Linked DNA regions of Mus musculus: region 1 is linked to region 2. Evidence: chromatin contacts called from public Hi-C data. All regions are on one chromosome and are shown on one strand. Each heading gives the region's core, a stretch centred on a gene start, on an enhancer-like site or on the middle of the called end of the contact. The rest is flanking DNA. Distances are from core to core; before and after follow the strand shown.

Region 1 (6,360 bases), core at 180-2,679, 140 kb before region 2:
GAGTGGTTTACACAGCCAAAAAACATTCTGACGAAAGTCAATGCTGAAATAGATGAAGCGCTCTTATGCCAAAAAGTAAAAGAAATTTTTGCTACTGAAACAGTAAACAAAAAGATCAAAGGTAATCCTATGCACATATGTTTGCGAACATATTAAATGGTTAAGAGTAACCATTGTATCTTGATCATATTCTTCCTCTCCCAACTTCTCACAGATCCACCCCACCCCCGCATTTCATACCAACCCAACTTTTTGTCATCAAGTATTTTTCTTTTTTCCTTTCTTTCTTCTCTTTCTTTCTCCCCTTTCTTTCCTTCTCTTTTTCCTTCCTTCCCTTTCCCTTCTTTCTTTCCTTCTCTTTCCTTCCTTCTTTCCTTCCTTCCTTCCTTCCTTCCCTTTCCCTCCCTTCCTTCCTTCTTTCCTTCCATCCTTCTGCTTGCTTGCTTGCTTGCTTGCTTTCTTTCTTTCTTTCTTTCTTTCTTTCTTTCTTTCTTTCTTTCTTTCTCTCTCTCTCTCTCTTTTCTTTTCTTTCTTTTTTTCTTTTCTTTTCTTTTCTTTTCTTTTCTTCTCTCTCTCTCCCTCCCTCCCTCCCTCCTCCCTTCCTCCCTTTCTTTCTTTCTCTTTTTCTATTTTTTTTTTTTTTTATATTTGGAGGCAAGGTTTCTCTGTGTAGGTGTCTTAGTCAGGGTTTCTATTCCTGCACAAACATCATGACCAAGAAACAAGATGGGGCGGAAAGGGTTCATTCGGCTTATACTTTCATACTGCTGTTCATCACCAAGGGAAGTCAGGACTGGAACTCAAGCAGGTCAGAAAGCAGGAGCTGATGCAGAAGCCATGGAGGGATGTTCTTTACTGGCTTGCCTCCCCTGGCTTGCTCAGCCTGCTCTCTTATAGAACCAAGATTACCAACCCAGAGATGGTCCCACCCTCAAGGGGCTTTCCCCCCTTGATCATTAATTGAGAAAATGCCTTACAGTTGGATCTCATGGAGGCATTTCCTCAACTGAAGCTCCTTTTTCTGTGATAACTCCAGCTGTGTCAAGTTGACACAAAACTAGCCAGTACAGTAGGTCTGGCTGTTTTGGAACTCACTCTGTAGATCAGGCTGTCTTTGAACTCAGATATCTGCCTGCCTTTGCCTCCTATGTGTTGAGATTAAAGGCACAAGCCACCACCATCCAGCACATTGTTATTTTAACTCACAAAATCCACTTAATTGCTGTCTATATATTCTTAGGTGTGTGATCATCCATTTGAGTTGGTAGACTAACAGTAGTTTTACCATTTACACCTGGCATCCTACATCTCATATCATACTGCTTGAGTTATTTATTATTTTCATTTCATGAGATAGTAGGATGATGTAAAAGGCACTGTGCAGGACAGAGTGGCTTTCAACTTCCTGTGATTCTCCTAACTCAACCTCTTAAGAACTGAGATTACAGGCATTCACTGCTACATGTGATGGCTCTCCTTTCTTTATGCACTTCTAACTTTGATGTTCTAGATTGTTTTACCTAATATTTTTTTTTCAATTCTTATATTTTCTTTGACATTTGACATTGTTGTTGCCCCTTGCTAACATGGTATCTCTCTTCTGGTGACTAGGACAGTAGATGATGTTTACCTTGGCAGGGTCGTGGAGGGCCTCAGTAGAGCCAGCATTTCTTCTTTGTTCTTATTTTCTTTTTCTTCCCGGTGTCAGTAGACTCCTCTGTTGATATATGGTCCCATAGACGTGGGCTGTGGCAAAAGCATACCAGCTATCTGTGTAGATATTTAGTCTTTTGAGCCGATGTGTCCTCTGGCAGGGCCTGTCCAGCTACCACAGCTGCTCCAGTATGTTTTTTTCTTTTTCTAGATAGCTGTTCCAGTCTGTGAACCAAGTAACATATGCACCCTCTAGTAACTGGTCCATCAGATCTCCATGTCACCTATGTGTCTCAGCAAGAACCTGCTGAAAGTCTGGGTGTGGGAGCAGGGTAGCTGAGTTCAGACTTGGGAGGCAAAAGTGACTCTATCAGAATTGAACAACAGAGTCTTGTAATGTGTCACCTGAGCGTTAGTCAGCTGTCAGTCAGGGGGGCTGAACCACACTTTCTAGGGCATGTGCCAAGTTTTGTCCCAGAGTCAATTTATCTGCGTCCCTGACCAGAAGCCACTATGTGCAGACAAGCAGGCTATCTTACAGCCACCAGGTCTAATTTCTCACAAGTATGCCACAGGTCTTTTCCAGGGCAGCTGAGGATCTGAAAGGAAGTGGTCAGCATAGGGATCTGACAGGATTCTTAGGCTTATTCCAGAGGGCATAACTCAAAAACAGTCGTCAGTTGTTAGTCCAAGTCCAAACACATAGAGACACACAAGACACACACAGAAACCATTTTCAGTTAACCACCATAGAATCACAGTACCACAGAAATGACAAACACAAGCAAGACCAATACAGGGTGTCTTACACGTGATTCCCAGAGAAGCCTGACACTATCTGTTCCAGGCATATACTGAACCCTAGCTGCTGCTGGGTTGAGAAGGACTGTTTCAGATCCAACTTCCCAGCTTGACACGGGAGCATGCTCCAGTGTTGTAGCCTGCAACGTTTTGGCACATCTCACTATCACTGCAACCAACCCAAATGGACCTCTCTCCATGGGAAGGCCCCCAGAACCTGAGACCGGCCTAAAACCAAACCAAGATAATCAGTCAACTCCTTGGGACCAAAACCAGACTTGAAACCAGACAAACCAAAAGCAAAACAGAATCCGAAGGTGGTCTAATGGAGGACACACAAGTGAACAAGACAGACAGACACAGACATACAGACAGACAGGCAGGGAGGGATTCCACTTTATCTCTGATGTACGGTGTCTGTATCCCATGACGAAAACCACAAACAAAAACAAATCAGCAACAGAGAAGAAAAGACACCAGTATATCTAAGCACACTTGTCAGCCCCTGGACTTGTACAACCAGCCAAACACTACTTCCTGACAGGGGTGGGAATCCACATCGACTCCCTTTCTGGCAGAAAAAGCACCTTATTTTTCTCACTCTGCCAGATGACAGTCAGACCTTTCTGACTGTCCCTCACCCTGGGCACTTCCTCCAGGGTCACCCTTGGAACGTCTTCCAAGGTTGCAGCCTGCAGAGCCTTAGAACATCTTCCTCCCACAGCCACTAGGTCCTCACGGTCCAAAGTGGCAGCTGCCAGAATACAGAATACCAGAATTGAAAAACCAAGACACAAGGTGAGACTCAAACCCACAATCTCAGAACTGAAAAACCAAGACACAAGTTCAGCAATGCCACACTTAGACACTTAGACAACAGACAACATACAAGACTCACACAAACAAACGTACCTCCAAGGGGTCCTTCAGGGTTCCTGGGTGTCACCCAGATCTTGGTGGAACCTCCAAATGATAGAACCTAGTGGGGAAACCCCCACTCAATTCCTGATTCGGCGTGCACCCAAAATATCACGAAGGACCATCTTGATGTAATTACATTAAGTCATTTAATTACGGAGCTACGAACCGACATGCATCCCACACAGGAGATAATGGATGCCAGCCACTAGGCTCGGAAGCTAGGGGTTTTTATGGGGTAAGGGGCTTAGGGGTGTGGAATTCAGCATAGCGACACACTATTGGCTTATTCAAACATCAGCAGAAAAATTACATGTACATACAGGGTGTCAGAGTTCTGTGAGTTGTTGACTCAGTTCAGATAGCCCTGTTATGTCCTCACATTCCCCTTTATCTTTAAGGTTAAGCTGTTCCCAGGAACGTTTTAACTACGGGGCATAACCAGGTTTGTTTTTTTTTTTTTTTTTCTCAGCCCCAGGCAGCCTCTAGGCCCACAAACAACCAGCAATTTCTGAGTACTTTATATGACTTACAGATCTTGAAATTTCATCTTTCTTTCAGTATAATTGCAAAATAATTTTGATATTTGTTAGTTGAAATGAAATAATAGGCAACCAGAATCCCTAATGAAGGTTTGTTTTTTCATCCTTCTGAAGTTGAAAAGACACTGGAAGAAAAGGAAACTGAGAAAAAGGCAGGAGCTCCCCCGGCTGAGCCTCCCGCTATGAGCCCTCCCCTTTCTTCTGAAGCAGAAAAAGACAAGGAGCTTCATCAGGCAAAAACTCCTGGGAAAGGAAAGACACAATCAGGTGACTGACAGAGTGATCTGTAATCCTATTTGTCAGTTTCTTGTCAGTTTCTTGTTCTCACATAGAAAAGAATGATAAATTAGAATGGCAGGCTACCTGTCTAGATTTAGACTGTGGAGACTTCAGCCATGTGAAACAAATATTTATGTCCAGACGTGGGAATACTCTTTTTACTTTCTTTTTGTTTGAATGGTATTGCAGATTCTATCAGGATCTCTCACAGGCAGAGAATATGCTCTACCACTGGGCTACATTCCTTTTGGATTCAAGGAAAAGTCCTCCAACTGAGCAAAATGCTTGTTTAAAAAGCTCAATGTCTTCCCTGTTCCACCGGAGATGTGGGGTCACCCTGTCAGGCCAGGTGCTTAGAAGTTCAGAGAGGAAGAGGAGAGATGTACAATAACAAGAAGTGTTTAGGCATATGGAGAAGATGACTGTTTAACAACATTAATTAGACACTTGAATCTGTGTATAGCCAGAAACATTCAATTAGACGGTCATAGAGTAGATACAGATGAGGCTAGTGGTATAGCTTAGTGCATAAAGGTGCTTAGTCACAACCTAAGCTGTATCCTCAAGACTCATGAAGTTAAAAAGAAAAGAACCACATCTCAAAAGTTACTCTCTAACGCCACATGCTTAACATGGCATGCGTGTGCACAAGCACATATACATACATACACACATACACACACTGTCACCCCAGTAAACTTAAATGATTTTTTATAAAAACACAGTCATGTAGAAAATACATTATAGATTCAATTTGTTCTAGATGCTTAGCCACTGGAGCCTGTAAATTTAGCATTAAGTGACAGAAAATGTACATGATTAAGCATTCTGCTAGTGACATTTGTAAGACACCAATATCAACGTGACCTGTGGCATAGCTTCTTCACAGTTGGTTGGCTGTTTAGCTGTCTATCTCATTGCCTATCCTTGCTATATCATAACTGTCTCTAATAATAATTTCACTGCATGGAGACTTGACATAAATCTGTTGTTCTTTACAAAATTAAATGTATTCATAGTAACCAAAATTATAGAGATAAAGCAAAGAACTTTGTTTCACACAATTAAGGTGAGCTTGATAGTAATATACTAAGAACCATTGTGCTTAACAAAACTGGGTTTAACCAAATACAGGGTATATATATAAATATATATAAATATATTTCTTTTAGTATAAGACAGTAAAATACAAAATCATATATAATATACAGTACATTTTCCTATAACCTCACTAGGAATTAGAATATATAATATTTAATTAGAAAAAGTCAAATCATTGAAATGTGATTTAGATTTGGAAGGCATTTTTCACATGCTGGAGAATTACCCACCATGGTCTTTTGAGCTTGCTTATAATCAGAATATCAGTGTAACTGTGCCTTTCCCAATACTAACTTCTAGTCTTTCTTATTCTGACAGATTTAAGTATTTAAGTTCTTAAAGTAATTATTTTCTATTTTAAAGCTGTAACCTTGAATAGTGTACACTGGAGGAATAATAAATCTGCTTTGGCTTCACTGACTGACTGTACCTGTCTCTTTCTTTTCTAACAAGGGGAGAGTTAGTCCCTGATCTTATCAGCAGATACTATGATTCATTTCTACTTGCTTACTCACATCCAAGCACATAACAATACAGGTGGAAAATATTTGTGCTCATAGGCATCAAAAGGCAGGAGGGTAGAGAGAGCCACCCAGAAGTTCAGATAAAAAAGTTTGCCCAAGCAAGTTAGAGCTTTTTCTTTACTATTTCAAAGAGAAAGTAACTGTAAAAAAAAAATTCATTCTTTTAAACAAGAATCAAAACACTAGCTTGAAAATTGGTCGGAGGAGACACAGTGCACTTAATCTTAGCAGATTTGGTCCAAGTACAATTCTAGAATACAGGTCTCCATTTTATATAAGTTTCCACCCTCTTTAGAATTCAACTAAAAACCTTCACATTTGTCTTCCATTGAACTGTCTATTTAATTTTGAACTAAAGTTCTCAGTATAAAATAATAGTAATAATAATATCATGGTACTATTTAAGTGGTTTTTGTCTTTATTGTTTGTTTCTTTGTAGGATAAGCATGGTACTGCAAACCTGAAACCCCAACATTTGCCAGAGATAAAAGGCAAATGATGAGTTAAACACATACACACACACACACTCTCTCTCTCTTGCT
Region 2 (5,941 bases), core at 1,579-4,078:
ATAAAATCCTATCCACTCAGATGTTTTGAACTCCTTCTATTATAATCATTCTTACTGCTTCTTTACAAACAGTGTGATTATGAATCAAAATTTAAAAAAAAACTGTACTCTATGGTCTGGATCCAGATTTCTTGATTCCTTCAAAGAACTGAAAAGGGGCCACTCATCTATCTAGTTATGACAGGACCCTGATAATGAACTTAAAGAAAATAATCCAACTTTATCAAAATCTCAGCCATTCTTAACAAAAAGCACCAATTCATCTTGAGGCCATGTTAAAAACAAAGTGGATTGGCATACAAGTTTAGCCACAGTCTGAATAATGACTGCCTCCAACACCTATCCTACATGCCTTGGAGCCAATAAAGTTTATGTGAAGCCTTTGTTAAAGAAAAATTGATAACCAGTATGATGAAACTCTCTTTTAAATATTCTGAGATTGTACTTATGTAGCTGTTTAGAGATCAGAAGTTTTCTAAAGTCAGATGGTGTAAGTTTTACTATTTATATATCATCTCTTTGCCCACTCATCTCTACTATATGTATGAGAACAGCTGCAGATAGTACACAACAAATGGGTAACATTGGACTCCAACAACGAATTACTTATGAAAGAAGGTAAAGGATCAAATTCCATTCCTGAGTCATAATTTGCCAACACTTGCATTTAATAATTTCTCCGTGCCTGTACTTAATAGTTAAGTACAGGTGTATACTAGAGATATATAGAACTCAAAGGAGAAAAATGGCTACATTTGTACACTGAAAGATTGAGTGTAAAAAATATTTTTAAATGATCTTTTAATAGCTTATGAAAGATGAAATCTTTATTTTGTACATTTCTTTGTTTTTAGAAACTGTATATATGTATTGAGGATATTGAAACCATAACCACCCTCCTGTCTTCCCTACCTACCGCATTCCAACACCTACTCTCCTTCTCAGTTTCATGTCCTCTAGTTCTTTAATTATCCAGACTCCATATCCCCATTGCTAGGAGTCGTAGCTAGGGTCACCCTCATAGACTCCTGGGAGTTTTCATTGCCCTTGTTTCTAGCTAGTCCCAGAGATGCCCATCTCCTGTAACCAGAAAAGACTTCCAATGGAGGAACTGGGACACCAACCCACTCACAAAATCTTTAGCTCATAGTTTGTCCTACCTACAAGATGTGCGGGCATAAAAGATGAAACAGAATTAGAGAGAAGGGCAAACCAATGACTGGCCCAGCTTGACACCTATGCCATGAGAGGGAGCCCACTCCGACACTCTTAATAATATTCTCCTATACATGCAGACAGGAGCCTAGCATAGCTATCATCTGAGAGGTTTCACCTAGCATTGATGGAAACAAATGCAGTGACCCACAGCCAAACGTTAAGTGGAACTTGGGGAATCCTATGGAAGAGAGTGAGGATGGATTGAAGATGCCCAGAGGGGTCATGGTCACATTGAGAAATACTACGGAATCAACTAACCTGGGCACATAGGTTTTCATATAGACTAAACTTTCAACCAGAAATCATGCACAAGACAAGCCTAGACCCTCTGCACATATGTAACAGTTGTGCAGCTGGGTCTTCATGTGGGACTCCTAAAACCGAAGCCAGGGCTGTCTCTGACTACATTGCCTGCCTTTGGAAGCCTTTCTGCTAACTGGGCTGCCTTTTCTAGTCTCGAGAGAAGAAGATGTGCCTAGTCTTACTGCAGCTTGATATGTCAAGGCTGGTTGATATCCAAGGGAGGCCTCCCCTTTTCTGTGGAGAAATGGAAGAATGTTAGAGAAGGTTGGAGGGAAGGGAGAAAGAGGGATTGGGAGCAAAGGATGGGGGGGGGGGCGCTGCAGTCAGAATTTAGGATAAATAAATAACTTAATCAATTCTTAAAATGATTTAAGAAAAGGATCCACAGAACCTACTTAGTTCAGCTCTTGTGCTCATGAGTGTATAACTGCCCACTAGAGCTTGAGCAACCTACCATGGGACACACTTTTAAAGAAAACTAACTCTTAATCGCCTGGTATTTGTCAACCTGCCAGGAGGGCCTCAGCTAGGGATGTGGCCTCTTGAACACCTGCTCTGTCCATATTGGAATGTGGATTGGTGTGATCTCATGCCAGTCTTGTGTCACAACCATAGCTTCTGTGAAATTATGAACACAAAGATCCTATTATTTTTATAATAGATAATTTCACTGTATTTCTCTTTGGCTCCTGCCTCTTCTGATCTTTCCTTCTCTCCTCCATGGTGTTCCCTGAGTTCTTGAGGGGAGTGTTTCATGGCTGGTACTATAAATCTGACCACGAACCCGTGCCAGGGAGGTCTTAGAGCATAGGGGAAAACACAGGACTATTGTTTGTTTAAAAGACAGAGTATCAAACTGTCTTCTAGACATTTGTCCTTATACCCATAGAATAGTGCAGCCTTGCCTCTCATTAGAGAAGCTCTTTTCTCACTTCTCTCTCAGAGAGCAGAGAACTGGGCGTGACCATTGAGGGTTCAGCCCTAAGTGGGACAACTCTATCCTAGCATCATTATTCCTAAAACAAGAGCATCCCCAACCAACTGAGGAGCATCGTAAGTGTGGATTTTGGCCTTGTGATCCTGTTACATTGGACCCTGAGATCATCTGAAGCATCACTTGAAGTCTACCACCTTGCTCAAAAGTAAGCAGTTAAGTTCAGGAGCTTCAGGGAATACCAAGATGCAGGAAAAAAAAAAGTCACACTCTACCTCTCCGTTTTCTCTACCTCTGCTTACAGCAGCAATCCTTTTGCTCAGACTTCCTGTTTCTGGCACTTGCCTTCTTCTGTGATGTTCATAGTTCCCTGTCTGTGGTTTAGCAGGCACAGAGCTGGTTTGGGTCTCCCTCTCTCTCATTCACTTGCACATACAAGCGTGCTTCTTCTCTATTCTTTCTCTCTCTCTCTCTCTCTCTCTCTCTCTCTCTCTCTCTCTCTCAGAATGATGGCTCTGGGTAGAGCTTTCGCTATAGTTTTCTGCTTAATTCAAGCTGTTTCTGGAGAAAGTGGAAATGCCCAGGATGGTGAGTCATTTCTAACTCCTTTTTTAAAGGATTTCAGATTACCTGTAGCATATATGATCAAGTTACACAGTTCTCTAACAGGGCAAGCAAGAATTTAGCACTAATTAGGTTGTTTTGTGGGTATTAATCACCAGGACAGAGGGAATGATGACAATACTGCAAATGGCTTGTAACTCTCAAGAACTGTCAAGAAGCATTGAGTTTCATTCAAATTCTGGCTCATAAATGTGGATGTATGCTGGTAATTTCAAAAAAGAAACCTCATATCAGTTCTTTGTTGGAGCTTTTTGGATGATCGCTTCCAAAACTGTATTAGACTGAAAAATCAAGCCATTGTTGTTTTGACTGTTTATGGAGTTCTAAAACCCTAGATACCCATGATAAATTAATGGCCAGAAACGAGAGGTTTGTGTATTCACCAAAACTGTATTTCTAGTGTCTAGAGTTTAGAAGTTACTCTATAATGTATTTCTTCAACATACTTTAGCTTTGGCAGATTCATGTTAGATTGCTGATGAATAATTCAGTAGTATGCTAAGGAAGGTGTCTTCTTTGAAATACACAGGGTTGCTTTTATATTCAGAGAATCCATTATATGGTCATCATAATTCTCCTCAGAATCCATAAAATACTTAGACCTTGACTTCTTAAAAATAGGCATTTTAATTACAGGACTGTACTCAAACGTCTCTGGCAGACACAGCAGCTACATGGAATGTGAATCTCCAATTTGTTTCTACAAATTAATTAAACTGTTTTCATACACACACACACACACACACACACACACACCATTAAAAGGGGAATGTGTGTGTGTGTGTCTTTGTGTATGTGCGTGTGTGTGTGTGTGTGTGTGTGTGTGTGTGTGCATCCTGCCTCTGGTTCCTGAGTGCTAGGATTAAAGGCAGACACCACCATGGCTGGCCTATATGTGCATTCCTAAACTGGGTGCAGTAGTACATCCCTGTAGTCCTGAAGCCTAAGAGGCTGAGACAGAAAAATCATCTTTGTTCCAGACCAGTTAAAGCTACATTGCATAAGCTTGTATCAAATACATCTGTATTTTCTTTATGCACAGTATCAATACACATCAGCCTAGCTCTGTAGTTTAGCTCTTCAGTCAAATGCCTTTAGTTGTGCATCCTAAGCTTAGATATTTGTGTGACTTTACTTTGTAATCAGCAAGGATGGAAAACCCTTGCATGTTCTTATGAAGAGAATCATCAGAGGAGTCACACTCTTCAGCATGACGGAGCATGAGTCACTTGGTGAGGGAGAGTCATTATCTCATGTTAAATGTGTGCAAATAGCTGGCAGGAAGCACGAGAACCATGCTGCTGTTTGGTACAATCCTTTGCCCCTATGCTTCCCTCTTGGCCATGCTATTTCTTACAAAAAAAAAAAAAAAGTAAAAATTCTTGCTGTTAAACAGGATTTTCACTTCACCTTTTTAAATTTTGAAATGTTTTTAGATTGATGATCATAACCACCCATATGCGTCACATAGGCATGTCACGATACCTCCCACTTTGTGCTGGCAGCAATCTACTAGTCAATTTTCTAGTAACTAAAGGATAGTCAAATCAAGCAAAGGGAACCGCAAAAGCCCTGACAGTTCAAGCTCTTCATCAAGTAATCACTGTCTTCTAAATGACACTGCCTTACTTAGAATATGTATTCCAAATGCTTTAAATTTCTATACCTAGAATTTTTACTTAATGCTTAGATGCTTCCTATTGAACACTGTGACCATTGTTCCACATAATGTCAAAACCACAGTAAGAATAAAAGCTTCCATTGATATACTACAATTTTTTTTCAAAAAAACTCCAAATGCTGCATGTATATTTGCATAATTATAATTCACATATTGCCTTTCATACTGATTTCTCCAAGACTCCTGGGAGAGCTCTCACCCTTACTGAGAACTTACTGTAATGTAAATGAAACCTCTGTGCAAATCCATCCAGTGGCTTCTATAATGTGTGTGTGCATATGAATATGGGCTTTGAGTGTCTGTGTATGCAGTAAGAGAGCCCAGCTACAAAGTTAGAACAGCAAAGATCAGTATGCATATCCACTCTCAGCTAAGAGCTCTTTAGCTCACAGCAGATAGAATATTCTCCCACAATGGCATGTGACTTTCCCCCACTGTGGGTTACAGAGCAATTGTGCCCCAGTAGCAACATCTGCTAAAGGGTCAATGGACAGGTCATTCAGAGACAACTGCTTTGATTGCGGAAAACATGGCGTGATCAGCTTTTTGCATATTGTGTGAGATAGCTTGAGACATACTTTGTCAGACTGGGTGGCTGAAGTGTATAGAGGTCCACTCTTCAGCTGGTGTCTGTCATCTGCTTAAAGTATGCTCTCTTTGTCTCCTGTCATAGGTGGAAATGTTAGGTAATAAAGATGAACCACAGGATACCTAAATCCAAACAGTAAGTCATATCTGTTACAGAGAGTTGGTTACAGGCACAAGCAAAGCACAAGACAGTATGAGAGCTGAGAGCTGTCATGTAGGGACAGGCAACAACTTCTACCATACATCAAGAAACTTGATGATGGGCCTAGTCGGCCATCACTGGAAAGAGAGGCCCATTGGACTTGCAAACTTTATAGGCCCCAGTACAGGGGAATACCAGGGCCAAAAAGGGGGAGTGGGTGGGCAGGGGAGTGGGGGTGGGTGGATATGGGGGACTTTTGGTATAGCATTGGAAATGTAAATGAGTTAAATACCTAATAAAAAATGGAAAAAAAAAAAAAAAAAAAAGAAACTTGATGATGTTCCAACTGTGAAATGCTAGGCTCTTGGAATGCCTAGGAAGTTAATTTCCCATAGCTGGGAACAGTCACCCCAGTCTATGTTTAGGTGAGCTCTGAGATCTGTTCTTTACT

What was found. Hi-C and Micro-C count contacts between places; a contact is called where the count stands out from the background.
Region 1: a Hi-C map of Th2 cells shows a contact between it and region 2, with 2.3 times the contacts expected there. The contact joins the enhancer-like site here to the promoter of Il7r in region 2. A contact is called at or near these places in 3 of 39 promoter capture datasets (the C10 cell line, macrophages and pre-B cells), 1 of 15 datasets of contacts at CTCF or cohesin (CD8 T cells), 2 of 484 Hi-C or Micro-C datasets (both in Th2 cells), 3 of 115 datasets of contacts at active chromatin or transcription factors (CD8 T cells, the SCID.adh cell line and bone marrow-derived macrophages) and 1 of 9 other capture datasets (liver).

Annotation. Positions count from the first base shown.
Region 1 is chr15:9,660,895-9,667,254 of GRCm38.p6, reverse strand. Spef2 (sperm flagellar 2) reads left to right here. Exons shown (of 37, transcript NM_001305042.1): 18 at 1-121; 19 at 4,029-4,181. Among named protein-coding and RNA genes, the nearest start is that of Spef2, 85 kb to the left of the region's middle. Within about 2 kb of position 1,429, at least 5 of the 459 cell types and tissues checked have an H3K27ac peak or open chromatin away from gene starts, as enhancers often do. A contact at or near this core is called in Th2 cells, where this site is marked.
Region 2 is chr15:9,526,763-9,532,703 of GRCm38.p6, reverse strand. Il7r (interleukin 7 receptor) reads left to right here and starts at 2,828. Exons shown (of 8, transcript NM_008372.4): 1 at 2,828-3,043. The coding sequence starts at 2,962.